7 separate regions of the Mus musculus genome follow, and regions 2, 3, 4, 5, 6 and 7 are each linked to region 1. A link is a contact called in public Micro-C and promoter capture Hi-C data. All regions are on one chromosome and are shown on one strand. The core of a region is the stretch at or near the end of the contact, and the rest is flanking DNA. Distances in the headings are between cores, read along the strand shown. Region 1 holds the start of Tpd52 (tumor protein D52). Region 2 holds the start of Zfand1 (zinc finger, AN1-type domain 1). Region 3 holds the start of Impa1 (inositol (myo)-1(or 4)-monophosphatase 1). Region 4 holds the start of Il7 (interleukin 7). Region 5 holds the start of A930014E01Rik (a long non-coding RNA gene). Region 6 holds the start of Fabp5 (fatty acid binding protein 5, epidermal). Region 7 holds the start of Snx16 (sorting nexin 16).

Evidence for each region. Promoter capture Hi-C pulls out the DNA fragments that hold promoters and counts their contacts. A called contact is a pair of places that touch in the nucleus more often than the background predicts. Capture Hi-C pulls out chosen DNA fragments and counts their contacts.
Region 2: a contact with region 1 is called in a promoter capture Hi-C map of pre-B cells, with 8 times the contacts expected there. The contact joins the promoter of Zfand1 here to the promoter of Tpd52 in region 1. A contact is called at or near these places in 1 of 39 promoter capture datasets (pre-B cells) and 1 of 115 datasets of contacts at active chromatin or transcription factors (pancreatic cancer cells).
Region 3: a promoter capture Hi-C map of pre-B cells shows a contact between it and region 1, with 6 times the contacts expected there. The contact joins the promoter of Impa1 here to the promoter of Tpd52 in region 1. A contact is called at or near these places in 4 of 39 promoter capture datasets (3T3-L1-derived adipocytes, liver and pre-B cells), 4 of 115 datasets of contacts at active chromatin or transcription factors (T-cell acute lymphoblastic leukemia, astrocytes, large pre-B cells and 1 more) and 2 of 9 other capture datasets (liver and macrophages).
Region 4: a promoter capture Hi-C map of liver shows a contact between it and region 1, with 4 times the contacts expected there. The contact joins the promoter of Il7 here to the promoter of Tpd52 in region 1. A contact is called at or near these places in 1 of 39 promoter capture datasets (liver) and 1 of 115 datasets of contacts at active chromatin or transcription factors (bone marrow-derived dendritic cells).
Region 5: a contact with region 1 is called in a Micro-C map of palatal mesenchyme, with 4 times the contacts expected there. The contact joins the promoter of A930014E01Rik here to the promoter of Tpd52 in region 1. A contact is called at or near these places in 8 of 39 promoter capture datasets (the 3T3-L1 cell line, the C10 cell line, the HPC-7 cell line and 4 more), 1 of 15 datasets of contacts at CTCF or cohesin (large pre-B cells), 10 of 484 Hi-C or Micro-C datasets (B cells, the G1E-ER4 cell line, LSK cells and 5 more), 1 of 115 datasets of contacts at active chromatin or transcription factors (large pre-B cells) and 1 of 9 other capture datasets (liver).
Region 6: a promoter capture Hi-C map of pre-B cells shows a contact between it and region 1, with 6 times the contacts expected there. The contact joins the promoter of Fabp5 here to the promoter of Tpd52 in region 1. A contact is called at or near these places in 4 of 39 promoter capture datasets (the HPC-7 cell line, hippocampal neurons, liver and 1 more) and 2 of 115 datasets of contacts at active chromatin or transcription factors (astrocytes and large pre-B cells).
Region 7: a contact with region 1 is called in a promoter capture Hi-C map of liver, with 3 times the contacts expected there. The contact joins the promoter of Snx16 here to the promoter of Tpd52 in region 1. A contact is called at or near these places in 2 of 39 promoter capture datasets (liver and pre-B cells), 2 of 484 Hi-C or Micro-C datasets (CD4 T cells and CD8 T cells), 1 of 115 datasets of contacts at active chromatin or transcription factors (pancreatic cancer cells) and 1 of 9 other capture datasets (liver).

Annotation. Positions count from the first base shown.
Region 1 is chr3:8,961,901-8,965,395 of GRCm38.p6, reverse strand. Tpd52 (tumor protein D52) reads left to right here and starts at 1,250. Exons shown (of 6, transcript NM_001025262.2): 1 at 1,250-1,549. The coding sequence starts at 1,414.
Region 2 is chr3:10,349,621-10,352,778 of GRCm38.p6, reverse strand. Zfand1 (zinc finger, AN1-type domain 1) reads left to right here and starts at 1,462. Exons shown (of 8, transcript NM_025512.3): 1 at 1,462-1,537. The coding sequence starts at 1,483.
Region 3 is chr3:10,329,135-10,332,782 of GRCm38.p6, reverse strand. It overlaps Impa1 (inositol (myo)-1(or 4)-monophosphatase 1), which reads left to right and starts at 1,344. Exons shown (of 9, transcript NM_018864.6): 1 at 1,344-1,461. It overlaps Slc10a5 (solute carrier family 10 (sodium/bile acid cotransporter family), member 5), which reads left to right. Exons shown (of 1, transcript NM_001010834.2): 1 at 1-1,049.
Region 4 is chr3:7,611,802-7,615,472 of GRCm38.p6, reverse strand. It overlaps Il7 (interleukin 7), which reads left to right and starts at 1,713. Exons shown (of 5, transcript NM_008371.5): 1 at 1,713-2,302. The coding sequence starts at 2,293. It overlaps Gm16685 (predicted gene, 16685), which reads right to left and starts at 2,768. Exons shown (of 3, transcript NR_168341.1): 1 at 2,664-2,768.
Region 5 is chr3:10,296,251-10,299,459 of GRCm38.p6, reverse strand. A930014E01Rik (a long non-coding RNA gene) reads right to left here and starts at 1,514. Exons shown (of 2, transcript XR_387546.3): 1 at 1,155-1,514. It also overlaps a transcript of Fabp12 not described here.
Region 6 is chr3:10,011,141-10,014,554 of GRCm38.p6, reverse strand. It overlaps Fabp5 (fatty acid binding protein 5, epidermal), which reads right to left and starts at 1,970. Exons shown (of 4, transcript NM_010634.3): 1 at 1,837-1,970. The coding sequence starts at 1,915.
Region 7 is chr3:10,438,799-10,442,435 of GRCm38.p6, reverse strand. Snx16 (sorting nexin 16) reads left to right here and starts at 2,306. Exons shown (of 8, transcript NM_029068.4): 1 at 2,306-2,521.

The DNA.
Region 1 (3,495 bases), core at 1-2,500:
AAAATGGTTTGCTTTTGGGGGCTGGAGAGATGGCCCTGGGTTAAGATTGTTTACTGCTCTTACAGAGGACCCAGGTTCAGTTCCCTGACTTCATATAGTGCGTCATAACTGCGTGTTGGTCCTAGGGGATTCTGTCAACCTGTTCTGACTCCTACTGACATGAACTCGAGCCCACACAAACAACACAATAGAAAGCTCAGGCCTTACATTTCAGAGACTATAAATAGATTCCAGAGATTATGTATTGTTTTTGTGTTTTTGAGATGGGGTCTCTCATTGAAGTCCCAGCTAGCTTCATGGCAATCCCCCTGTCTCAGGTTTCTGAGTAATGTGATTATGGCATGAGCCACCATGCCTGGCTTGACCTATTTCCTCCTTTTAACTTAGTTCCACCAAGGGCCTGCAAGCGCTGTTGGGTCACAGCAATAGCCATGGAGAGAGCATGAGCAGGGTCTCTGGAGGCCTGGGATGGAGGAAGTGGACTTGGTGATTGTAAAGTTTTACCAGCCAGCTCCCTTTCTGCCTGGAGGGTGTGCCAAAGAAACAAGTTCTTTGTAGAGCCCTGAGGGCATGCCTGACTTTGCTTAAACAAAGGAGCTGAAACACCCCCTGCCCCCAGCTGTGGGAGTTTCAGCCCCCCCACCCCCCACCCCGGAAGCGGTGGGAGCTGCCTGCACCTTCCAGCTACTTCCTATGAAAACCTCATTCTTCCAAAGAGTCAGTTTAAAATTGTTTGACAGTTATTCAGATTCTGCTTTAGAAAAAAAAAAAAGGATGATGGGTCTAGCTTTATTTTTGTATTAGGTTCTGCTTAAAAGGCTGCTTGCTAAACACGGGATGCCAAGCTCTCAGAATCCTGTATAATATAGGGTGCAAGAAAAGTATCACCCAGATGGCATTTTCGGGGAGATTACTGACAGATAATCCTCTCTTGTCCTAGAAGATTAAGTCTGCCCCGCCGACGATGTGGTCAGATGACCGGTCTAAAAAAGTTGTATTTTAAACAATATTCCTGCTAGTGTCTAGTGTTTGTACAACTGAATGGGGCTCCAGAGTGGGGGGCCTCCTTTGTGTACAGAGGGAAGGCCACTCCCTCTGCCCCGGTTATTCTTTGTTCAGTGAATTAGCGACAGGTGGTGACTAGGGCCCTCCTAAGGGAGGAGTCACTACAGACCTGCTCGTGGGAGCCGGAGCCACGCCGGGGCCGGAGCTGGGCGGGGCTTTAAGCCCGGTTCCTCTGGGCCGGAGCTGGGCGGGGCTTTAAGCCCGGTTCCTCTGGGCCGGAGCTGGGCGGGGCTTTAAGCCCGGTTCCTCTTCTCACCTGGGCTGCACAGGTCAGCCGGATCTCCCTCAGCCCGGGGCTCCCAGGCTGCCGCAGCGCCATGCTCGCCTTGCTCGCTGCCTTCAGCTAGCATGGAGTGCAGAGATATGGAGTTGGCTGATGATTACCAATCCCCCTTTGATTTTGATTCTGGAGTGAACAAGAACTACCTCTACCTCTCTCCAAGCGGGAACACCTCGCCGCCTGGTTCACCTACACAGAACGTTGGTAACTATTTGTGTAGTGAGTTCCCTCTGCTGTGTTCTTCAACATGGGAAGTTATTTTTGGTTGTTAACTGTTTAGAGTGGGACAATGAATTTTAAAGTTGGCACCGTCTGTTTCTATGCTCCTTAGAGGTCTGTGGATGTGCGGTGATGGTGAATGACACGGAGGGTCTTGGGGTCAAATAGTGGGTACAGTTTTAAAATCTGCCTAGGCAGTGTCTTAGTAAAGGATGCTTAGGCATTCAAAACCGTTCACCACACTCAAGGGCCTGGTGAGTGTGCTACAATAACACCACAAGTATCAAGGTGAAGATAGGCTTGGGTTTTCCCTTGGGAGACCAAAAGCCATGTAGACAAATAGCTATGTACACCTCACAGTTTCCAAAAGGGAAAATGAAAAACCACCACACCTTTGGAAGCAGCTGTTTCTTCCCATGTGGGACACGGATTTGTTCACAAGGCGGAAACCAGGCTGTGACAGTCTGAATTGATCCCCACATAGGGTCCAGCAGAAGTGGGGACAGCCTCCTTCCCAGCTTGCAGGAAGGATCCTATTGCTTGCCAAGAAGAGGAGATGGCTTAATGAACTCCTCTGTCAGAGTCAAGGAAGCAACTTGGCTTTCCCAGAAGAAGTTAATTATTTCCTTACTGTGGAGAATTGGTTACGTTTTGTTCTTTTTAAACAGTAGAGCTTGGGAAACCTAGAAGACAGTGAAGGACAGACTGTGGCACCTCTGATCCAAGCTGCTGGGGGTTTGGACGTTTGCAGGGCACAGGTGTGTGCTAACACAGCATGCTTCAGTGCTTGGTTATAGCAGCCACCTTTGAGGTATAGTCTGGATTTTCAGAAACCCACATATGTTGATAGTTTCAGGCTAACACTGCCCTCTAGAAGTTGGAAGCTGTTAGTAATGTCTGTGGGAGACAGGGCATGGGAAAAGCATTTTTCTTCTCATTTTCACACTTCCCTTGCCTGTGACCCATGTGGGATCTCTGGGCTTCCCCGTTACCCAGCACTTAAGAGGGGGGATGACCTAGTTCTAACTTGTGGGCTTGTGAATCAGAGCAGGGCTCACAGTGGGGACGGTGGGGCTGTCATTAAGGCTTGAGAGTGGGCGGAGTGGCAGGGTCCCCAGCAGGGACTGGGGAAGATGCCCTGCATCCTTTAGTTCTTGCCGGCTGCGTTATTAGTGTGGCCACTTCTCAGTGCTCTCTGTTAGAACAGCAGCCAGCATGGCTGAGCGTGCTTTTGGGTGGTGGGGTTAATGAAGTCTGTAATTGAAAAGAGGGACCTGGAACCTGCTACTTAAAAGTTAATCTGGATTTTGGCCAATGTGTACCTCTTCCCTCCCTTTCATCGTCCTCTCTCCTCCCTCCCTCCCTCTCCCTTCCCCCCTCCTCCTCTCTCTCTCCCTCAATCTCTCTCTCTCCTACCCTCCCTCCCTTTCTCCCACCCTCCCTCCCTCCCTCCCTCCCTCTCTCTCTCTCTCCCTCCCTCCCTCTCCCTCCTTCTCTCTCTCTCTCCCTCCCTTCCTCTCTCCCTCCCTTCCTTTCTCCCTCCCTCCGGTTTTTCAAGACAGTATTTCTCTGTGTAGCCTTGGATGTCCTGGAACTCACTCTGTAGATCAGGCTGGCCATGAATTCAGAGATCCCACTGTCTCTGCCTCCCAAGTGCTGGGATTAAAGACATGCATCCCTACCACCTGGCCATTGTATTTTCTGAATAAGCAGGTAGCTTGTGCAGGCAAAGGGGACTGATGCAAAAAGGTATCCTACTCACAAATGCCAGGAACACTTATCTAAACAAGAAGTATCCTTTGAATTGTATCCAAATGCTGTCTCTGGGCAAAGGTGAAAGCTTGGTGTGCAGATGTCCTGAAGCAGTGTGAGCGGTGGCTGGGCGGACTGGGAGCTGAAACACCGTGCAGTTTGCCTGTCTACCCTTTGGT
Region 2 (3,158 bases), core at 213-2,712, 1.4 Mb before region 1:
AGTCTTGGGCTGCTATGAGATCTCCAAGAGCTGAAAAAGAAATGTTCTGATTGGATTGGTGGGATATATATTTGCCATCTATTTAGAACATTCAGTCACGGTAACATTCTAGAAAATCTACTGTTGCTTGACTGTACCAACATTAGTAAAACGTAAGTTGCTGAGCCTTAGATTCAAGAAATCGCAAGGGCTGGGAGTTAGCTCTCTGAAAAAACTGTTTGCTGCCCAAGCCTGTGGTGTCTGTTCGAATATCCAGAATGCACTGAAAAAGTATGGTGTGTGGCAATTGTATTCACTTTACTCTTCAGGAGAGCATTTGAGTACCCTTAAGTCACATGGGAGACTATTCAGGTCTGCAGCTGATTGTCACTCATCCACTCTGATTGTGTCCAGTGTCTTGTCAGTAGAAAGACATCCCTTCCTACCCCACCTACAAGGCAAGGCCTCCCCTTAGTTCTAATGAAGAGGCTCGTCAGACATCAAACAGCTCCCTTCATCCTATGACCTAGGAGCTTGCCTCTGCAGTGTGCTCTCCTAACCGAGGAGCGATGTACACTTTAGTTGCATGTATTTTTTTTTTTCCTTACTAGAATTTTAACAAATAATTAAAAGAAGCCTTTAAATTAAAAACAAAAGCCTAATGCTTTCATGGTGAGGGCATTTACTTCAAACTAAAACATCAAGACAATATAGTAATCAGTGTCCCGGTACCTCTCTTGATTGCTATAACATTTTTTTTTTTTGCTAGCATTCTTTTTTTTTTAATTAGGTATTTTCTTCAATTACATTTCCAATGCTATCCCAAAAGTCCCCCATGCCCTCCCCCCACTCTCCTACCCACCCACTCCCACTTCTTGGCCCTGGCGTTCCCCTGTACTGGGGCATATAAAGTTTGCAAGACCAAGGGGCCTCTCTTCCCAATGATGACCGACTAGGCCATCTTCTGCTACATATACATGAGCTCTGGGGGTACTGGTTAGTTCATATTGTTGTTCTACCTATAGGGTTGCAGACTCCTTTAGCTCCTTCTTGCCAGGTCTTTGTTGGCTCCTGGGAATACAGTTACTTAAGAAATCAAGAAATCTTCGTGAGGGAGTTCTCAATTTTGGAGACTCAATGTAGAGAACAGCGAGTGCAGTTTCCAAAAGAGGAGCTAGGTTTTTCTCAAATTTGAGCCCGAGAACCTCAGCTACAAGAATTGAGTTCTACTAAGTCTCTTCTCTTTCTGGAGAGTGCTGGAACCTCCAGGAAGCGCGCAAGTGTCTTCAAGGCCCCGCCTCTCCTGTGGGCCCCGCCCCGCATGCTCGCCTCGCCCCATCGCGGAGTCCCGCCCCACCCCACCGGGGGTCCCGCCCCCGAAAGCCCCGCCTTGCCCCACTACAGGCCCCACCCACCTCACAGGACGCCCCGCCCTCGGTCCTGCCCGCTCCGGACTGACGTTCCCAGCGCTGCCCCGCCCCCTGCCCTTGCGGCGGTGGAAAGATGGCGGAGTTGGACATTGGGCAGCACTGCCAGGTGCAGCACTGCCGGCAGCGAGGTGACGCTGGAAGCCCCATTTTCATCCGCGGGAGACCTGGGCCGGGTTCTGACGGCCGGGGCGGTGGCGGCGGGTGAGGGAGGACGCGGGGCGTGAGCGACCTTCCAGGGTGATACTGGTGGTGTCTTTGTTACTGTTCCTCGGTGTAGGGGCGAACTTTGTGGCTCCCTTGGTTTGCACGCAGATCCCGAATGCACACCTTGCAGACTCCTCGGGGTATCCAGATGGCCTTGCTCAAGAAGCCCTGGTCGGCGAAGCGACTTAGATCAGGACTCCAGTTCCCCTCGGTCCTTACCATTGCCACCGTGGAGCATCCACTTTCCCAGGCTTTTTCTTGATTGATTTTTTATTTTTTTGTCTGACAAATGCGTTGAAGAGCATCAGTTTTCAGCAGTGTGTTCGCAGGTTTTTAGACGTCTTGGTGTTTCTAATATTAACTTAAGCTATTAGTTGCAGATCAGTAAACCACATTTTAGGAAGGTTTAATAAATACTATGGTAATGGTAGACCTTGTCATAAACATAGGCCCTGGTGGTATGCGTCAAAGTTCAGGGTGTTTAGACTCCTATAGCCGGCAAGTCCTTAAAGCGTCAGGCTCACAGTCTGTTAGATCGCACTCCAAATGTGAGCAGAGGGTTTCCTCATGCTGCAGCTTCTGTTAGTTCCTAACAAGGTCTTGAATGCAGCTCTTGGGTTTGGCCTGGATTCCTGCAGTAGGTGATGCCTGCACTAAGCAAAGGCAAGACAGGACGTGTTGTTGTATATGTCCTTTACCATTCACTCAGCAGATCAATTTTGTTTTTGTTTTTTGGTTTTTTTTCCCCATGTAGTCCTTTCCTAGGGAAGCTTGGCTATTTGAATTTGACTGTTAAGTTATATACATCTTGTCAGGTTGATTTACTAGTATGTCTAAATATATCTACCATCTGTGATATAGCTCATCCTTTCCAGTTTCACATATCTGTAGTGTTATTAAGATGAGGCCTATCTCTTGGACTAGCAGAAAGGGGGTGCAGTTAAGTAGGGATATGTGATGCTAAGAAATTATTTTAATCATAACTCTTCCTCCTGGGCTACCTTGAATGGCATATAATACTTGCTTGAACCCTCTAAGTCTCAAAATAGCAAACACAACCAATTTTTCCCATTGAAAGTGACATAATGGGCCAGTGACAAAGTCTGTAATCCAAACCTCGGCGTGTGTCTCAGACAGGAGCATGGCTGTAGGCAGGACCCTCATTCAGAGGCACTAGCCAGGAGTAAGACAGACCCTGCCTCAAAATCACAGTGGGAAGAGAGAACTGATTCCCGAAAAGTTATCCTCCACCCTCCATTTGTGTCAAACAAGAAAACACAACACACACACACAATAATAAGAAAAATAAATCTAAAAAAGTATAAAAATTCTGCAGATTATGTGTTTGAGTTTACATATTGACACATATCTCTAATTTCTTGGCATGAAATTGAAGCTCACAGTATTATGATTCGTTTAATAACAATAGTGATAGCTCACTAGGCGCTTCTCATTCTAGGAAAACATTCGGGCCCTTAGTCTGCAAGCATGATTACCTAGGGGGACCCTCTTGGCATTTTGGATTAAGATACCCTACAAGGTATC
Region 3 (3,648 bases), core at 95-2,594, 1.4 Mb before region 1:
ATGTAAAGACATCTGATACCTGGTCCCTCATCTGTCCTGCTTTGCAATGTCAGGGGAGGCTCTTTCACTCATACAGCATGCATTTGATAAGATTTTTATTTTCAAACAACTGATAATAGAGGACCCCAAAACCAAGCTCTTGAAGGTCTTTTGTGGAAGAGCAAAAAACCATGAGTATGTGATAGACACCCACATCAGTGTCTTAAGGCAGCAGGCTTCAGAAGAGTAGACTCATTTTGTCTTTGTGGGTTTATCAATCCGATTTGCTGTCCCTGCCACTCATCTCTGAGACATGTTACATGTTGTTGATAATTTCTTGTTTTGATTCCTGAGAACCAATCACTTCACAAGTAATTATGCCAGGGCATTGTGGTCATCTTGTGGGTAGGTCATCTGGATAGAGTTCCACTTAAAAGTAACATACTTACCATGGTACTGTTCCACGTGAGGAAACATTTTAAGAACCATAAACTAGCCTTTGTTGGTCATCCAGAGCAAGTGGTTGAGCCATGAAGATTCTCTGCGGATTTTGGAGTCAGGGTGCTATGCTCTTGTTGTGTGAGTTTGGGACAAATCCCCTGACTTCTCCAAGCTTTGTTTTCCTCATCTGTATTGTGCAGGGACTCTTCATGAAACCGTTCTAACACTTATGTTTAAGCACGTAAGAGCACAAGTGCTGTCTGGTGTGGTGGCAGGTGCCTGTAGCCCGAAAGTGGAGGCAGGATGCTCAAAGACTTCAGAAGCCAACCTATGCTACATAATGGAACACTGCTAAAAATCGACGCCTTTGAAAGCGGCTCAAAGACAGGGTGCTTGTATAGTATTTACAAAGCCTATGGTCCTTAGTATTGAGGGCTGCAGGTGCGGAGAGCAACTGCCTGCCGCCGTCAAGTCCACAACAAACAACCTGTATCTAAGTGAATTATGGAGAAGAGAGTTGGTGCAAAAAATAAAAATAAAAATCTCCTTTAGGCTTACAGGTTTAACAAATGAGAGTGCCCAATGACAGTCACAACTCCAATTTAGCTGTAGCCGAAGAGCAGAATGGGAAATGGGAAAATATAAACTAATAAAGAAATTTAACTAATATAATTTATATATAATTTAATATATAATATATAATATATTATATATATTTAATTTCACTAATATATAACATATATGATATAAACTAATAAAAAAATAAACTAATAAAGACAAAAGTGGAGATTTGAAAACGGGATTCTTAGAGAAGAAAGGGTATGCAGGAGAATGCCAGAACACGGTAACTTCAACCGGACCAGCCCTTACAAAGGCAAATTCGGCCCGGCTTACACCTCCAGTCTGAGCGAAGACGTGAAGGCGGGGTTTTAATGGGGCGGGACTTCCTGTCGGAGCAATCCCCGTTACCTCCGGAAGAGCCGAAGAACCGAGCCCTCGGACGCCGGCGGTTGAGCATCGATCGCGGTGCGCTCGCGCGAGGTGAGTCGGTTCTGTCCCTGGCTTCCGTGCAGCGTTATTCGGTGGCCGAGGCGGGGGGTTGTGCGGGCTGCAGACAAGCTCTCCCCATGCTGGGCCGGGGCGCCTGCCGGGCCCTCCTCCCGGCGGTGCTCTCCGTAGCGCTCCGGAAACAGCCGAGCGGGTTCGCCAGGCGGTCCTCGATCTCTGAGGTTCTGTGTCGCAGAATGAGCCCGGCTCTGCCCAAGCCCTCAGGGCTCTACACGGCAAGTTCCCTGGCTCACGAATTTACAGGATTAGGGGTGAACAAGACCAGGTCCGGTGATGTCCTGCGTCGGGAGCGGGGCCTGTATAGGATAGAAACAATTTTAAGTCTGTATGATTTTGTTCCCAAAGTGAGGGTGATAGAATATGACCCCCGTGAAAACAAGTCTTGAAGCAAAGGTCTTTGAAATAAAAGGGTTTATTGAGCCATTAATATATATCAGCTAGGAAATGGACCAAGACTTGGGGCACATTTTGTAAACTACCAGCAACAAAGCTAAAAAAGTGCCTCTGATGAGCTAACGCTATAATTGAATTTCAAGGCACAGGCTTTTAAAGTCTCTATTCTTGCCCCCCACCATGCTCCACAAAGCCAGAACAAACCCCAGAGAACTGTTACCTAATTAACTTCCCTTGTGTCTTCCCTCTTCTGGACCTCTACATTTTAGGGCACCTCAGAAATTTTTATTTATCAGCCTCCTTTCCTCAAGGAATATTAGAACTGATTAAGAAGATGTAGCATGCATTATAAATGACCAAATGTTGCATAGCAACAGCAGTTTTTCTGCAACTGTCTATTGCTTGATATCTGTTGGGTTGAAGATTCGATGGATGGCTTTTGAAACAGTCCTGGGGAGTCAGGAGGTGTTCTGTTCATGTTGTCACAAGGTAAAGTGTGAGTGGCTTGAGGAAGCAAGTGGTGAGGAGGCAAGCCCAGCCCAAGAATGTCCAGTTGTGACAGAATAGAAGAGAGCAGTAAGAACAAGTGTGACCAAGTTTGGAAAGCATTCTTGAAGAGCTGTAAGGAGTTTATTCTATAACTCAAAGCGCCTTTTATATGCTTGCTTGGACGCTTGGATCACAGGAAAAGGCGCTTAGGCGTGAGGGCAAATGTCTGTAATCCCACCAGCATTCTGAAGACTAAGCGAGGATGCTCAAAGCTTGAAGCCCACCTTATATCAATAAGAAGGAAGGTGAAGCCGTAGCCAGCAGCATCTGGTTGTGTCTGTCTGCTCTGTGTCCCTGCGCTTCTCCGTGTACCTGACGCTCTTACAGGGGAAGCACAGGGTGTGACTTGTCCTGGGAAGCAGGCAGAGCGGCCACCTTTCCTGGGCATGAGCACTTCCATGCTTCCCTGGGCTAGGGGCCCACGTTAGTGTTAGTGCGGTCAAGCCTGGGGTGAGTCTGGAGAGGTCAGCAGAAAGCTGTCAAGTCACTTGCTCACATTTCCCCTGCCTGAAGTCTAGGAGGCAAATGGCACCTTTGCTTTTAGACATAGAGTTTTCTTCTCTCAAACGTGGTAAGGGAAAGCAGGGAACTTTCCCATCAGAATTGAGCATACGTTCTGTAAAATCTGCTCATATAATACGGGGCAAAGTACTTGTAATCTGTGAACCTTAAAACTTCACCTTTACCTTATTTAATTCCATGTGCAAAGCACTGAACTCCCTGGAGTTGAGTTAATACAGGCAGCCTTTGTTCCTTGGTCTTTAAAAGTGCTTTGATTCCAGCCTTCCCATGTTCTTTACCTTGCTCCCCACCCACTCCTACACCTACCCGTTAGACCATGTCTTGACCTCATCTGAGCTTGACCTAAGCTTCAGGGGCATCCCCACGCTACCCCCACCCCCACACTATGATATGGTATAGCTACAACCCAAAATGTGATATTGTGTGGTCACTTGGGAGACAGCTTCATAGAACATTGTTTGCTATGATAATAACTCGTTGGTAATCGCAGTACTTGGAAAGTACAGACGGGGTCAGGAGTTCAAGGTCATCCTTCGCTTTGAGACTAGCCTGGGCTATGAGACTAGCCTGGGCTATGAGTCTAGCCTGGGCTATGAGACACTGACTCAAAGCAACACTAGTAACAAAAAAGTCTTACTACGAGGTGAAATATATAATATTTCAAAATGATTTTTTACTGGGACTATATGTGGGGAA
Region 4 (3,671 bases), core at 464-2,963, 1.4 Mb after region 1:
TACATTTACTTCTCCTTTCCTGGAACTTTAGATACTTTCGCCTCATTTTACTCCAATGTTGCCTATGCACAAGCCTTTCTGGTGATTGTACTAGGAAGGAAGACAGACTTCCCCTCTCGCACTCTTTTGATGGATGTTCTTTGACTCTCCTCTGAAAAGCCCAACAACAGGTGGGGGGAAAAAAGCATAGAATGTGAGCAGTTGTACACCTACGTGTACCCTATGGTCAGGGAGTTTAATACAGCCGCCACAAACCTAGACATGTTTATAGAGTTAGTCTTTAACCACCCCTGCAGCCTCATCTCTGTCTACTGCTTTTCTCCACATCTGAGTTCCAATGACATTTTTGGAAATGTGTGCCTGAGAGGCTCAGTTTCCTGATTTCATTTGCCAGCAATTCCCTGTTTTCTTTCTCTTTCCTCTCTTTCCTTTTTTTTTTTTTTTTTTTTTTTTTTTTGGTGGACATTTTTCCATGTTCCATCGTTGAAATGCTTTCTCACCACAGTAGCTCTCTTCCATCCTGTCATACTGCAACGCTGGAGCCTAATCCTATTCTAGATAGCCCTTCTCTGTGGATGGGAGCTGTCTGGAGACCAGGGCTGCAGTGAAGATAACAAGTACTGTCAAATCTCCTGATGCTTTGAGCAGGATGACAACAAGAGAGACAACAGAGAGGTGTTTAAACAGCCCTGCAGGCACCGGGTAGGATTTATTTTGGAAGTGCACTAAGACAACAGGTTTTACATTGAATGTGGAAAGTGAGAGTCCCTGCAGAGTCCACAGGCCAGTGCCCAGTTAGAACTCCTATGGTCCACACTCTAAATGCACAAACAGTACCTCTCTGCCTCTTTTCACTGTTAACAGACAGAATCTGAAGCTCGTGTCCTGATGTCCGATTAGGAACCGCCAGCTCCAGACCCCTTTCTGAGGTTCCCCAGAGCGTTAAGAGCACACCCACCACCCTAGGGCGTCTTCTTAGTCTACTGTATCCTCCATTATTTACAAGGTTCTCTTCCACAAGAGATTCCAAGCAGACTCTTTGAAGCCAGCCTGCAGGTGTTTTTTATCCAAATTCAGCCACGTGAACTTAGCTCTGTTACTTAAGGAAGCCTCTGTTCCCATGTGTATCTTTCAACTGCAGATAAGAAAACAGATTGCCTCGGCAGAAAACTCCAGATGCCAAAATACATGTAAATTCCTGACCAAGAGTCCTGGCATAGAGCAAATACTAGATATATGAGAGATATGGTCCTGATCTCAGATCTCTCTTGTTACTGGTTTGCACAACCTGCCTTCACCTAAGCAGTGTTTCTCCTGATTATAAGAAACAACACTAAATCAGGAATCCCCTCGGTAATTCAGGCCTATTATTAAAACAAAACAAAACACTTTAATGAAACAATCACAATGGTGATTAGCTATGTCAGGAGATAACTGTGGGAGATAGTTACTATGCAGAACTTCTATGTGCCCCCAACTAATACGAGTTTTGGTTTTCTGAAGCTACCACTTACATACTAGACTGGATGGACTCACAAGAATTATTTGTTCTTAAAGTCCTACCTGAGCAGGTGCATTGCACAGATGACAGGGAGGAAAAAAAAAAAAAAAACAAACTAGAGAACCTAGAGGGGCAGAGGGCGTGACCCTCTTAATCATCCTTCACTTCCTTTTTTTTTTTTTTTTTTTTAAGATGACTTACATCGGCGGCAGCAGAAGCAGCGACGCCTCCTCAGTGGAACTGACTTGCAATAGCGAGCTTTCTCTGCTGCACATTTGTGGCTTCTGTGGACATATTAGTAACCAGCGGTTTTAGCTCCCAGTCTCACAGAGTTGCCAGAGAGGTTAGAAGTCATTTGAAAAGCCTATTAGCCGAATCTTTCTGATCCAGAAGGCCAGCTGGCTTCTCCTGAGCTACTTTCAATTCGCAGCAACCACTGATCCTGGTCCAGGTGACTGGGGAAGACGCTGAGGGTATAAACCCAAACATTGAACCTGAAGACCCAGCGCAAAGTAGAAACTGAAAGTACCCTGCTTAGTCTGCCGGCAGATCCTACGGAAGTTATGGCAAAGCCAGAGCGCCTGGGTGGCCGGTGATGCATGCGGCCCCTCTTGGGATGGATGGACCAGGCGTGGCGTGGGTGAGAGGAGTCAGCTGCCTGAACTGCCCTGCCCAGCACCGGTTTGCGGCCACCCGGTGGATGACCGGGGTCCTGGGAGTGATTATGGGTGGTGAGAGCCGGCTCCTGCTGCAGTCCCAGTCATCATGACTACACCCACCTCCCGCAGACCATGTTCCATGGTAAGCGCTGCTCTCTGGTGCGCACAAGTAGGTGCGCCTAGCGCGCCGGGGACTCTGGGACAGTCCGGGAGGTGCCACCCGCCCCCGCGCCTCCGCACGTCCGGGAATAGCCCGGCCTTGCACTTTGGACAGGCTGAGAGCTTGGCCTCTCCCATGGTCAGCCACTACCCGCGCTGAGCTCGGTTGCCCAGAACCATTGGCACCTGGGCGTACAACCCTGGCGGGCGGGGAGGAACAGTTCCCGAGGCGGTTTTCAGATCCCCAGACCCAGAGCTTCAGTGCGGGAGCCGCGACGCGGTGGCCCCCTGCAGTCAAGACTCAGTAGTCAGTGGTTTTCAGCCACTTTGTCCCTAGCCAGTACCTCTTCAATGCAGCCCTTCCTGGCTTCCTGGCTGTGCAGTTACTCACAGGCTGCCTGGGTTCAGGGCGTTGCTGGGCTCTCGCAGCTCAGAACTTCATGGAGAATGAAAGAGTCGCTCCCAGGATGCGCTTTTAAACCCTAAAGGACAGATCATTGGAAAACCCCCTCTTCTCCCCGCAGTAAGTCTGGGAGTTTCCGATCCAGGCTGTAAGTTGACTTGTTTGCTGGGAACCCAAGTCCTGCGGCTGAGATTGCAAAAGGCCAGATTTTATTTTCCTTCTATATATTTGCTACTTAAGGGAGGCAGAACTTTAAGTACCCATGAGTACAAATTCTTAGCTCCCTGATCAAATCTAATAGGCTTGCATTAGTTTTAAATAAGTAAGGATTTAAAGTGGACAAGAACAGAATTGACAGAGGCTGGAATCCATTTGTAGCTAGAACTAATAGAGATGAGAACAGAATGGAGTGTGAGGAGGTCTACCTAAGGGAATGCAGGTGTTTTAAATACTTCCTCAAGCAAGAGAACCTATGGAGGTGCAGGATCTAGCCTAAGGCTCTTTCCTTTTGCAACCCCATTGCAAACCATTGTATTGGTTTCCGGCCCACTGTTTTAGGTACAATTACTTCCCCTCTCTTAGGTACTAGCGAACCAAAAACATTTGAGGGAGTACTTATCAGAAACCAAATAAAAGATGTGGAGACCTGAGAGACTGCCCAAGAAAATGATGGAAGGCTGCCAAGGTGCCCCTGCAGGAGCTCACTGTACAGCTAGAGACACCGCATCCCTGTCTTCTTTGCAATGCCCTGGGTTCTGAAATTGCCTTTCACTTTAACCCTTGGATTACCTACAACCTGGAGAGATAAAAGGACAAAGGAAAAGCAAAGGTGTAATTTAAACGAGGAGGCTTTTCCCATTGAGATACATCCATATCGGACATGCCTTATTTTCTTAGTAAAGAAAATATGAAAATATTAAACTCACGGGAGTTAAAGTAAGTGGCTTTT
Region 5 (3,209 bases), core at 265-2,764, 1.3 Mb before region 1:
TCAATCATGTAATTCTGAAGACCAGAAAACTCAAGTGCATTATTATCACTATAATTTAAAATACCAGTCTGGTGGCTGTGTTCTCAGTGGGGCCTCCATGGGAAGCTGGTCTCTTGCCTCCTCCCACTTCCAATGGCCTCTGTCTGTATTCTTTGGCTTTGGGTTCAGTAGCCCAGCCTCTGTTTTCACATGGCCTTCTTGGTTCTGTGAAACTTTCCATCTGTCTCTCTTTTTTTGTTTGTTTTTTGTTTTGTTTTGTTTTGTTTTTGTTTTTGTTTTTTCAAGACAGGGTTTCTCTGTAGCCCTGGCTGTCCTGAAACTCACTTTGTAGATCAGGCTGGCCTCGAACTCAGAAATCCACCTGCCTCTGCCTCCCAAGTGCTGGGATTAAAGGCATGTGCCACCACCACGTCTAGCTCCATCTCTCTCTTAAAGGGAGCCTGTGATAACCTTTAATGCAGCTCAGAAAACCCAAGAGTGATTACCTCATTTAATAACAGCTTATTCTCCTGAACCCTGTGGAGTGTATGTGTGTGTGCCTGTCTGTCTGTGTCTCTGTTTGTTTTGTGGTGTGTGTGTGTGTGGTGTGTGTCTGTGTCTGTGCCTGTAGTGAATGTCCTGTTGATTAAGTCTTGATGTGTTTATACAGTACAGTGGCTGCTAAACCCTGTGTGCTCTGTCCCCCACCATAAGCCTGTTGACATGCCCCTCAGGTCTCTTCCCCTGAGTTGCTGTCCCCTCTGTGACCCCGATTTCACCACGTGTTTCGTTGTTGGACTAATTAACATTGCAGTGTTTGCCCAAATACTTGACAGAAACAACCTAAGGGGGGAGAGGTTTAGTTGAATTTCAGTTTTCATCCACCAAGTTGAAGAAGACGTGGTGGGCTTAGTGAGGGGGAGAACACGGTGGAGGAACCAGGGCCCAGGAAGTTACCCTCAGTGACCCACACAAAGTGACCTAATTCTCCAGCCAAGGTCTGCCTCCATTGCCTCCAAAAATAGTGACACCAGATAAGGAACAGAGTTTAAAACATGAGCCTGTGGAGAGGTTTTTGATCAAGCTTGTAACAGCTGCTTACTCTCAAATCGGAAAACCAAACAAAAATTAATTTTTGTTGTGAAATTTCCGAGTGCAGAGAGATCCTTCCTTACCTTACAGGGACTGTCAAACAGGATTTCAGTAACCGCATTCACAAGCTGCTCATGTGCCAAGCCAGGTGACAAGGACTGAAGTGTATTACAATTGCAGAAGTAGAGCCACTGTGCTGGGGCATGTCTATAATCCTGGCACTGGGAAACTGAGGCAAGACAATCATGACTTGGAGTCCACACTGGCCCACAAAGTGAAACCTTGTTTCAAAAGTCTGTAAAAGAACCAGTAGCCAAGAACTCTGCAGCATGGCTTCGGGCATATGGTGACGATAAAAGATCCAACCTTCACCGAAGGCCACTGTGCAATGAGTGCCAAAACAAACACAGTTCAGCCTAAAGTTCGGGTTATAAGTGGCCTGACCTGCACATAACTCGTGTCTGTGGTGAGCCCACACACACCTACTTCTAAAGTCCCAGGTAAGGTAAATATGAGCAAGATATACTATACCACTAAGTGCCTGAGGGCTGAGAGAAGGTGCGATGGGGCTCAGGGCCCAGGACACAGGCAGATCCAAGCAACTACCTTAAGGAGTGCGTTTCTGTTCTCATGAGGCTTACATGATTTCTAGTTGCTCCACCAACTCACACCTGACATTGTCTACTTTGCTGCTTGGAGAGGAATGGCAGCTACAGCAGGAAAATGGCAGCTTCAGCAGGAAAGCAGCAGGAAAGTCATGGCCTTCATTCCAAGCTCCTCGGGACACGGACGCTTCCTTTCTTCCCCGGTTCCAAAATGTCTACAATTTTTTGTTTGTCTTGTTTCCATTTTTTTCCAAGATAAAATTATCTGTGTAGTCTTGGAACTGGCTCTGTAAACCAGGCTAGGCTTGAACTCTGAGATCGTTATATGTGTTAAAGTCAGTTAAGAGCAGTATTGTTTGTAAAGGGCAGAAATCATGGGTATGGATAGGCATAAGATACTCTGCTTTCAGGAAGTGAAAGTTCATTGTGAGCCAAGCATGACTGACCACAGCCTGTAAACATGGATTTAAATGACCTGTGTGGCATGTCCCTTCATGGAGAAGGTAACACAAACTCCATATGCACAGGACAGGAAGCAAGGACTGTGTGTGTGTGGATGAATATGCAGGTGGCTCATCACAAGTGTTCACATTAAGGCAGAAAACCTCTGGGATTAGAAGTCCTCTCTGTCACCTTCTACAGGGCTGGTGAAGGCTAGATGAGTCAAGTTTAGGGAGACGACATTGCATCAGGTACACAGGTTAGTAGCAAATAGCTATTTCAAGTATTGCTATTATTCTGCACAGGTAACCTACCAGCTGCATGCATAAAAGTTGTCTAAGAAATTCTGTATATAGTCTAAATAAAACACACTGAGAATAGTATTACAAACTCATTGTAAACACAAGGAATGCTTAAGGGAGAAAACATGGAAACTTTACACATCTTCTAGTCACTAAAATCACATATTTAAATTTTTGTAAAGTTTTCTTCCTAAGTCCAACCATTTGTTTATCTTTGGAACATAAAAGAGAAAAATGGAGCCGGGCGTGGTGGCGCACGCCTTTAGTCCCAGCACTCGTGAGGCAGAGGCAGGCGGATTTCTGAGTTCAAGGCCAGCCTGGTCTACAGAGTGAGTTCCAGGACAGCCAGGGCTATACAGAGAAACCCTGTCTCGAAAAACCAAAAAAAAAAAAAAAAAAGAGAGAGAGAGAAAAATGAGTTTGCTTTTGAAATTGATACTTGCTCTATTTCTGCCTTTCCAGTAAGTAAAAAGATCAAGAGGAAAACAAAAAAATCATGAGGTCTTTGTTGGATTCCAGGTGTGGTGGTAGTGACCTGTAATCCTAGTATGTAGGAGGCAGAGGCAGGAGAATCACTATGTCCATGGCAGCCTGAGCTTATAGGACCTTGGAAAGGTGTTATTTAAAACTTCCCTGGACTTCAGTGTCTTCGTATACAACATACACTAGAACAGTAAAGATCGTACAAAGTTAAAGTGCAAATTTGAGTCACAGAGGCGCTTAGTAATTCTTAATAACACTTTCTTTTAGTTTATGACAGTTTTCTTTGTGTTAGATGAATTGTCCTTTT
Region 6 (3,414 bases), core at 721-3,220, 1.0 Mb before region 1:
CTAAGCTGCAGAGAGACCGTGTTCTCAAAACAACAATGTAAGTAAAAAAAAAAAAAAAAAAAAAACAAACAAACAAACAAAAAAAAAACAGTTGGTAGATGCTTTAAAATAAGCTTTCAATGCAAACAGCACAGTATTTTAAGTGAGTGGCATGCCTCTGGTGTCAATAAGTAGAGGGAAAACACACCCAGGGAAAGAACAAACATTTCAAAGCTGTGTGACCATGTGAGCTTCCATGGTAAGGCTTGTTCTGTATGTTAGGAACCTGACGTGCTGCTATCTGGAAACACTGTACGATTTGAGTATCTGGTTGACTTTTATGCTGTGTGGTTTGTTTATTCACAGTATGGAGTTCCACATTTCTGGGTTATGCAGTGGTTTATGTCCGTGTCCTTGATGGTAACACTCATAAGGAACCTGGGATACTTTCACAAGAAAGGAGACACTCGTCCAAGCAGGATGCTCAGCCAGGCTCCCGTGTCCCTGTGAGTCTTCTGCTGTGCTCCCCTCTACATTGCCCAGAACCTATGGGTAAGGCCTATAACCTTCCTAAGGCCACAATCTGGAGAACTAGCCACTCACAGCATAAACACCAGCTGCTTTCAAACAGTGCTCTCTACTGGCTCTCACTCACACCTGTGCGGCTTTCCACTGTGGACAAGGAAAGACACAAACCCCTAATGCATCCACATTCTGACAATAGCGTTAGCACAAACAGGATTCATCAGGAGCCAGACTTAGCCCCATAGTGTGCTGAATGTTTAAAAGAATTAAGGCTGGTTCTTAACCAGGGAGGAATACTGTGAACAGCAGCGCCTGAAGCTGCCTCCTCCTACCAGCAGTACCTCTTCCGAGAGAGTACCTTTCCGTTAACCCCATCCCACTTCCTAGCATCTGTGACAAGTGTCGATTTCGTTGTCTGTTCTGTGTTTACCAATGCATCCCTATCTTAAGAGTAGGCAAAACTGGCAACAGACAACGAGGCACTATTTCCAGTGAGGGTGAATTTGAACCTTGCCCACTCTCTGGTTAGGCTTTAAGGAGCAAGTGCTTGCTGCAAAGCCACACCCATCTTGTAGCAGTTGGCAGCCACGGCCCAGCAACAGCAGTTTCTGATTATAGTTTTCCAGCCAGGCCCAAGTCTCCTTGCTCCTCACCCTCCAGAATCAAGAGAAAGAAGTAGAACAGAACGGTCGCAAGACAACAACCATGCACAATGGATGTCTCCGCACTTCGCCCACATGCCACCAGCTGTCGACCGTGCAGCGCCGCGGGCGCCACGCCTAGCCAGTGCGGCGAGGAGAGGACCTGAGACGTGCTGCAGAGAAAGGGATATAAGCAGCATCATTCATAGCCTCTAAAGAGCTTCTGCAGAAACCACGCCCTACCACGCGGTGTCCTCTCTGAGGCGGAGATGGGGTGGAGGGGACTGGCGCCATCGAGGAACAAAAGATGGGGCAAAGGGAAAAGGAGAGTGAGTGCTGCCACGCCAGGGGAGGATGATGGGGCAGGACGGTGGCACAGGTGAGGATAGGAAGAGAAGTGGGGATAACATTAAGAGGCAACTGAGGGGCTGTTTGTAGGGGGCTCACAGCAGTACCGCTGGCACGCACCTGTGAAGGGCCGGAAGCAATGAGGGGCTGCTTCGGGGGCAAGAAGCAGAAAAGGGGAGAAGCGGGGTGACCCACCACGTGCGGAGCCGGCGACAAAGGCGGGCACTCCATCCTAACTGCCGCAAGGTGCTCCCTGCAGCTCCCCCGATCGCATGGTGGAAGGGAACCAACACATCCCCACAAGGATGAGGAGCCAGGGAGGGGTTCGGCGATAAAATCTCACCTAGCTCTTTCATGTACTCCTCAAAGCCGTGGCTTTCCATCAGGCGCCACTTCCCTTCGAGATCCTTAAGACTGGCCATGGTGGGAGGGAGAGCACAAAAGCAGCAGAGACGCGGTGGCGAGGGCGCTGTTCCGCTCCTGGCGCCATCTGCGCTTATATCGTCCTTGGTGTGGGGGTGGTGTCGGGCAGCCAATAGGAGGCGCGCCTCAGCCTGGTACCGCCCCTCGCCACGCCCGGACTTGTGCGCCTTGGGCTGTGCTGGGGGGTCTGAAGGTGCCACCCTGGCCTGGCTGCGCCGGACTGGGACGTCACGTTTCCCGCAGCTCCTGCAAGCTGCGACTCGTCTGGCGCGCCCTGTGCCTCCCTTAGTGACAGCTGCGGCACAGTCCCGTGGGCCCAGGGATCACCCCCACCCCCACCCGCGCCATCTGAGGACAGCCTGCGCGCCGTGGTCCCACTGTCCTGCCGCCTCCATTTGCTTTTGATAAGTACCTGGGAGGAACAAATTAGCCATCGCTTGGCGCTATAGGAATTGAATGGCTGATTACTGAATTAATAAACTGCAATCTCCTTAGCCCTACATCCTACTCCCTCATGAAAGAACCTTCTGACCCCACCCTCCCGCCTCCTGGGGCCTCACTGGGGCCTCTTGGTTGTCTGTCTGTGCATGCTAGACAATCCTGGCAGCAGTCTCTAAGGGAGATTACAATGCTCTACAAGTTTGTTTTCTCCACTACACTAGCAAGTTTCAGCTTAGGTAACTGTCACTTCCTGAAAAATCTTACTAGCTTCTATTCCCCGATCAGGGATCAAAACTTTTACTTCCCTCCATCCTTTGAGGGTGGCTGGCCCAGCTATGAATTAGTAAATTGCCTAGAATATACTGACTATAAAAAAAAAATTATCACTTTGATATGCACTGAAGTCCCACAAAACATAAGGCTCCAAGGACAATCCGCTGACAGTTAGATGCCATCGCCAGTCACAGAATCTGAGTGTGTGGGGAGGGGAGGCAGGGAGAGATACAGGGAGACAAAGGGAGCACATTTTATGAGACAGTGAGAAGAGGAATTGAGTAAAGGTTATGGAGCGGTCATGTAGCCCAGGCTAGCCTCTAACTCCATATGCAGCTAGTAGCTCCTGACCATCACTCTCCAGCTACCACATGCTGACATTACAGGTGTGGCCAACACCCTTGCGGAAGTTGTCATTACACAGTTACTGATCCTCACTTTCAGTGTCATTTTTAGTAAGCCACCTGTGATAGTCCATGCTTTGTTAGGATTCAGGTTTGTATTAGATAATTTGCCCAACCACAGGCCAATGTAAATGTCCTAAGTCTGTTTGAGGGCAGCTGAGCCATAATTTTTTACTAGGTTGGATATATACAATAACTCTAAGTGAATTTACTGCAGTCACGCTGCCCTGCAGCTGAGGAAGTGAACCCAGGATGGAAGACTCCTTCAGATCCACAGCACCCACACAAAAGCTGCTGCTGTGTCTGCACCTAGAACTGCAGCTCCCTGGTACAGCCCACCCGGCATTGGCAAGCTTCCGGGTCAGTCAGAGATCCTGTCG
Region 7 (3,637 bases), core at 1,057-3,556, 1.5 Mb before region 1:
TAATAATGTTCCCTTATGAACTACCACACTTTATTATCTGTGTAGGTTTATGTGTGGTGTATATGCTTGTATGAGTGTTCACACGTATGTAGTACATGAAGAGGTCTACATACTTGTATGCAGATTGGGCAGGTATCACCCTTAATTGCTCTTTACCTTCTGAGGCAAGGTCTGTCACTGAACCTGGAACTAATTCAGACAGTCTAGGAGCCAATTTGCTCAAGAGATCCTGGGGTCCACCTCCCAAGAACTGGGATTAAACATATATATGAGCGTACATAGGTGTGCATGCCCGCACACCCACTCCTGGCTGTTCTTTGTGGGTACTGGGGAACTGAACTCTGGTCCTCACACTTGCCCAGCAAGTGCTTTATCCAGAGAGCCATCTCCTCATCCCAATTTAAATAATTGTAAGACTCCTGTCTGTGTCCACTCCTGGTTTTCAGTTTGCCTGTGTTACTTGCAGTTTTGGTTTTTACACTAAAACACAATCTTTGACCGTATTTAAGCAAAAGGCTAATATGTTGAAAAACTCACTAGGCTATTTCACAGAGTCTAAGGGAAGTCAAGAGGGGAGAAAGAATGGATCAATCTTAGAGAAATTAGCAGGGGGGCTTTCCAGACTTCTCACCACAGATACTCCTATGACATTAGTTTCTGTGGCATCAATCTTATGCCTTTGCTCAGCCACACCTCCATTTTAATTCTTTGGAAAGAGGCACCTGTTGGACACAAGTTGGATCAAATATGCTACTTGAAAAAAAAATCCAGCTTAATAAAAATGTATCTAAACCGGGATATAAACCTAGCCACAAGAGAAGCCAAATGTACAGAAGATAGAGCAATTCCTTAGGAGGGGAAATAATATATCTTTCCATTTCAAATGCTTCTTTTATCCTGTAGTTTTTACATCTTCTCGCTCACCCCACTATCACCTCAGGCTGATAAAAGCTATGCATCTTGTCTAACGATACCTTGGGTGAGCTCAAATGCCCTCTTATTATACATACATAAAAGTACACAACACAAAAGTCAGAAAAATAATCTTATTCTGTAAGCTGTGTAAACAGTTCATTTCTATTGTGGACCACTGCATAGAGTGTAAACTAAAAGTCTATAAGTAGGAACCGGCCAGTATATATATAGATTATATTGTATATATAGATTATGTTGTAGCCCTTATCTGACAACACACAGAATGTTCTTCTTTGATTACTAAAAATGTCTAGTTATCTCCTGAAAGTAAAATCTAGCCATTTATCAATACCAGAAAATATGCGATATATACATATGTATATATGTATATGTTTGTATATATGTATATCCTGTTATGTTCCACTCAATAATCTGAAAAAAAATTACTCAAACAGTTCCAACAACCTTTACAAGATCTTCATCTTTCTTCAAACTATGCTACCTGTACACTCTTATTTCTTGAGCGCTTTTCTTTCCTTGGCCCCTGGAGCCCTATTAAGAAAACTATTCCAAGGTTCATTTTTCTTTGCCTTACTTTTTTCTTCCCTTTATTCAATTATATTAATTCAAGGACAAAAAGGGCAATTTCATCCTGAAAATATCTTTATGTTTTCAACGAATTCTGTTTATCTCATACTTATTTCTCCAATAAAAGCTACACCTATGTCAGAAATCACATTATCATTTTGGAATCACCACTCTCAATTTTCCCCTTCTAGGTATCGCTCCAAAGCCCTAGAAATCATTGAATGATCTTTAAATAAGACAACTCGATTGTACTGACAAATGGTTCTGTAAACTTTGATATATAATATTAAATAATAGTGTTGCTGAAACACTAAAGGTTTTCAAATTAGCAAATCTAAGCAGCCTAATACTGTTTTCACTTGGGCTAAATTCAGAAATTCAGGCATTCAGGAATCTTTACCATAGTCCTAAATTACAGGGACAAATACACAATAAAATAGTGTTCTATCTGCCTACTCTTCAAATCAGTTGTCAATCCATCAAAGAAATGCTAATTATGGAAAATGACTAACCTTCTAGACCTCCCCCCCCAACCAGTGATAACTACAAGTCCCATGATGCAAAGCTCTAGCCCGAACTTATGCTAGCCAAAGTGCCTTCTGGGAATTGAAGTCTTCTCTTCATCTACTTGGCAAACTAGATATTGTAGCCCCATTTCTCAGAAACTCCCTAGTAATAAAGCCTGTGGAAAAAAAACTGTCGATTCCCTGTGATAAAATTAGATTTGTTCGGGCCACTGCAGAGACAGGGACCAGCAATCCCAGTGTGGGCCTCCGGGGGCGGTGCCGTGCTGTGACGTCACTTCCTGGAGCGGCATACCTCCCCCTCCCACTCGAGGCCGTCCCTTCCCTCGGTTCGCGGGAACCTGGCTGGGTGGCTGTGCCCAGGCACCGAGCGGCTGCTCCGGGGCGGAGGGTCACGTGAGGAGTCCGAGTGCCCGGGCAGGACGCGACCCGCCGCAGTCCAACAGGAGCCGCCTTCCTTCCCCTGACGGCGTGGGGTCGCGGAGCGCGCCGAGGTAGGACGCGGGGACACCTGCCGCCTGGACGGCGGGCGGGCGCGCGGGAGGCTGCGGGGCGCGGGGGAGCCTGGACCCCGCCGCACCCCTGGGCGCGCCTGGCCCGGGAGGACTGCAGGTGCGGGAGCCCGGCCTGAGGGCTCGCGGCCCGCGCGGACCGCGTCGCCCTGCCAGCTTCCCCGGGCCTGCGTTCCGCCACCGTGCTGTCACCCTCCTCCCCAGGTAGCGCGGGAGCATCCTCCTGGGTACGAGGTCAGGCGCCCCCGAAGAAGGCGACACGCCCTCCCTCCGCCGCTCGGCGCTCCCGCGGGTGGAAGTCCCCGGGCGCACCCCGAGGCCGCCCTTGGCAGCCCGGGGCCTCAGGTGGCAGATGTCAGAGGCCAGCGCCGGAGCTACGAGAATCCTGCGCGGTTCTTCTGGGGAGGTGCGGGGTGGGGGTCAGGATTCACCCAAGGGGTGAGTCCGTAGCTCAAGTTTCTTGAATGTTCCACAATAAGGAAGGTTGCACTGGCCGCGTGAGGTTAGACACCCTGTTTAAACTTCCTACATCCAGAGGGGACAGCTTGCTAAGAGGACAGTAAATAAAGTTGGGCTGGTAGACCCCCTGTTGCTGTGTATAAATAGACCTGTCATTTCTCCTGGTCGCTACTTAACATTTCTGAGTTTATTACTTAACGTCGTAATGGTAAGTCATTACTTCTTTATTCTACAAAATTATTCAGACATACAATATAACCATCTTTTGGACCTTAGGTTATTGAGAATGAATAATCTAGAATCAAAAAGCAAAACTTTTAATGATTTAATTTGATTGACTGTAAACCTGATACCTTCCCCCCCCCTTTTTTTTCGTTAACTTTACCAAGTTTGCATTTGAAATATATTTGATGCTAAGTTTAAAAAAAAATGTTACTTTCAAGACAGTTGTTGCTGGCTTGGTAGTACAGGTGTGTATCCCAGCACCTATGGAGGCTGCAAGATCAAAAGTTCAAACCTACCTAGGCTACTTACTTAGCAAGTTCACAGGCAACAACCTTGTAAGACCCTGCCTAAAAATTAACATATTTTTTAAGGAAGAGGTTTAGAATGCATGCATAGCATTGCAAATCTCAATCA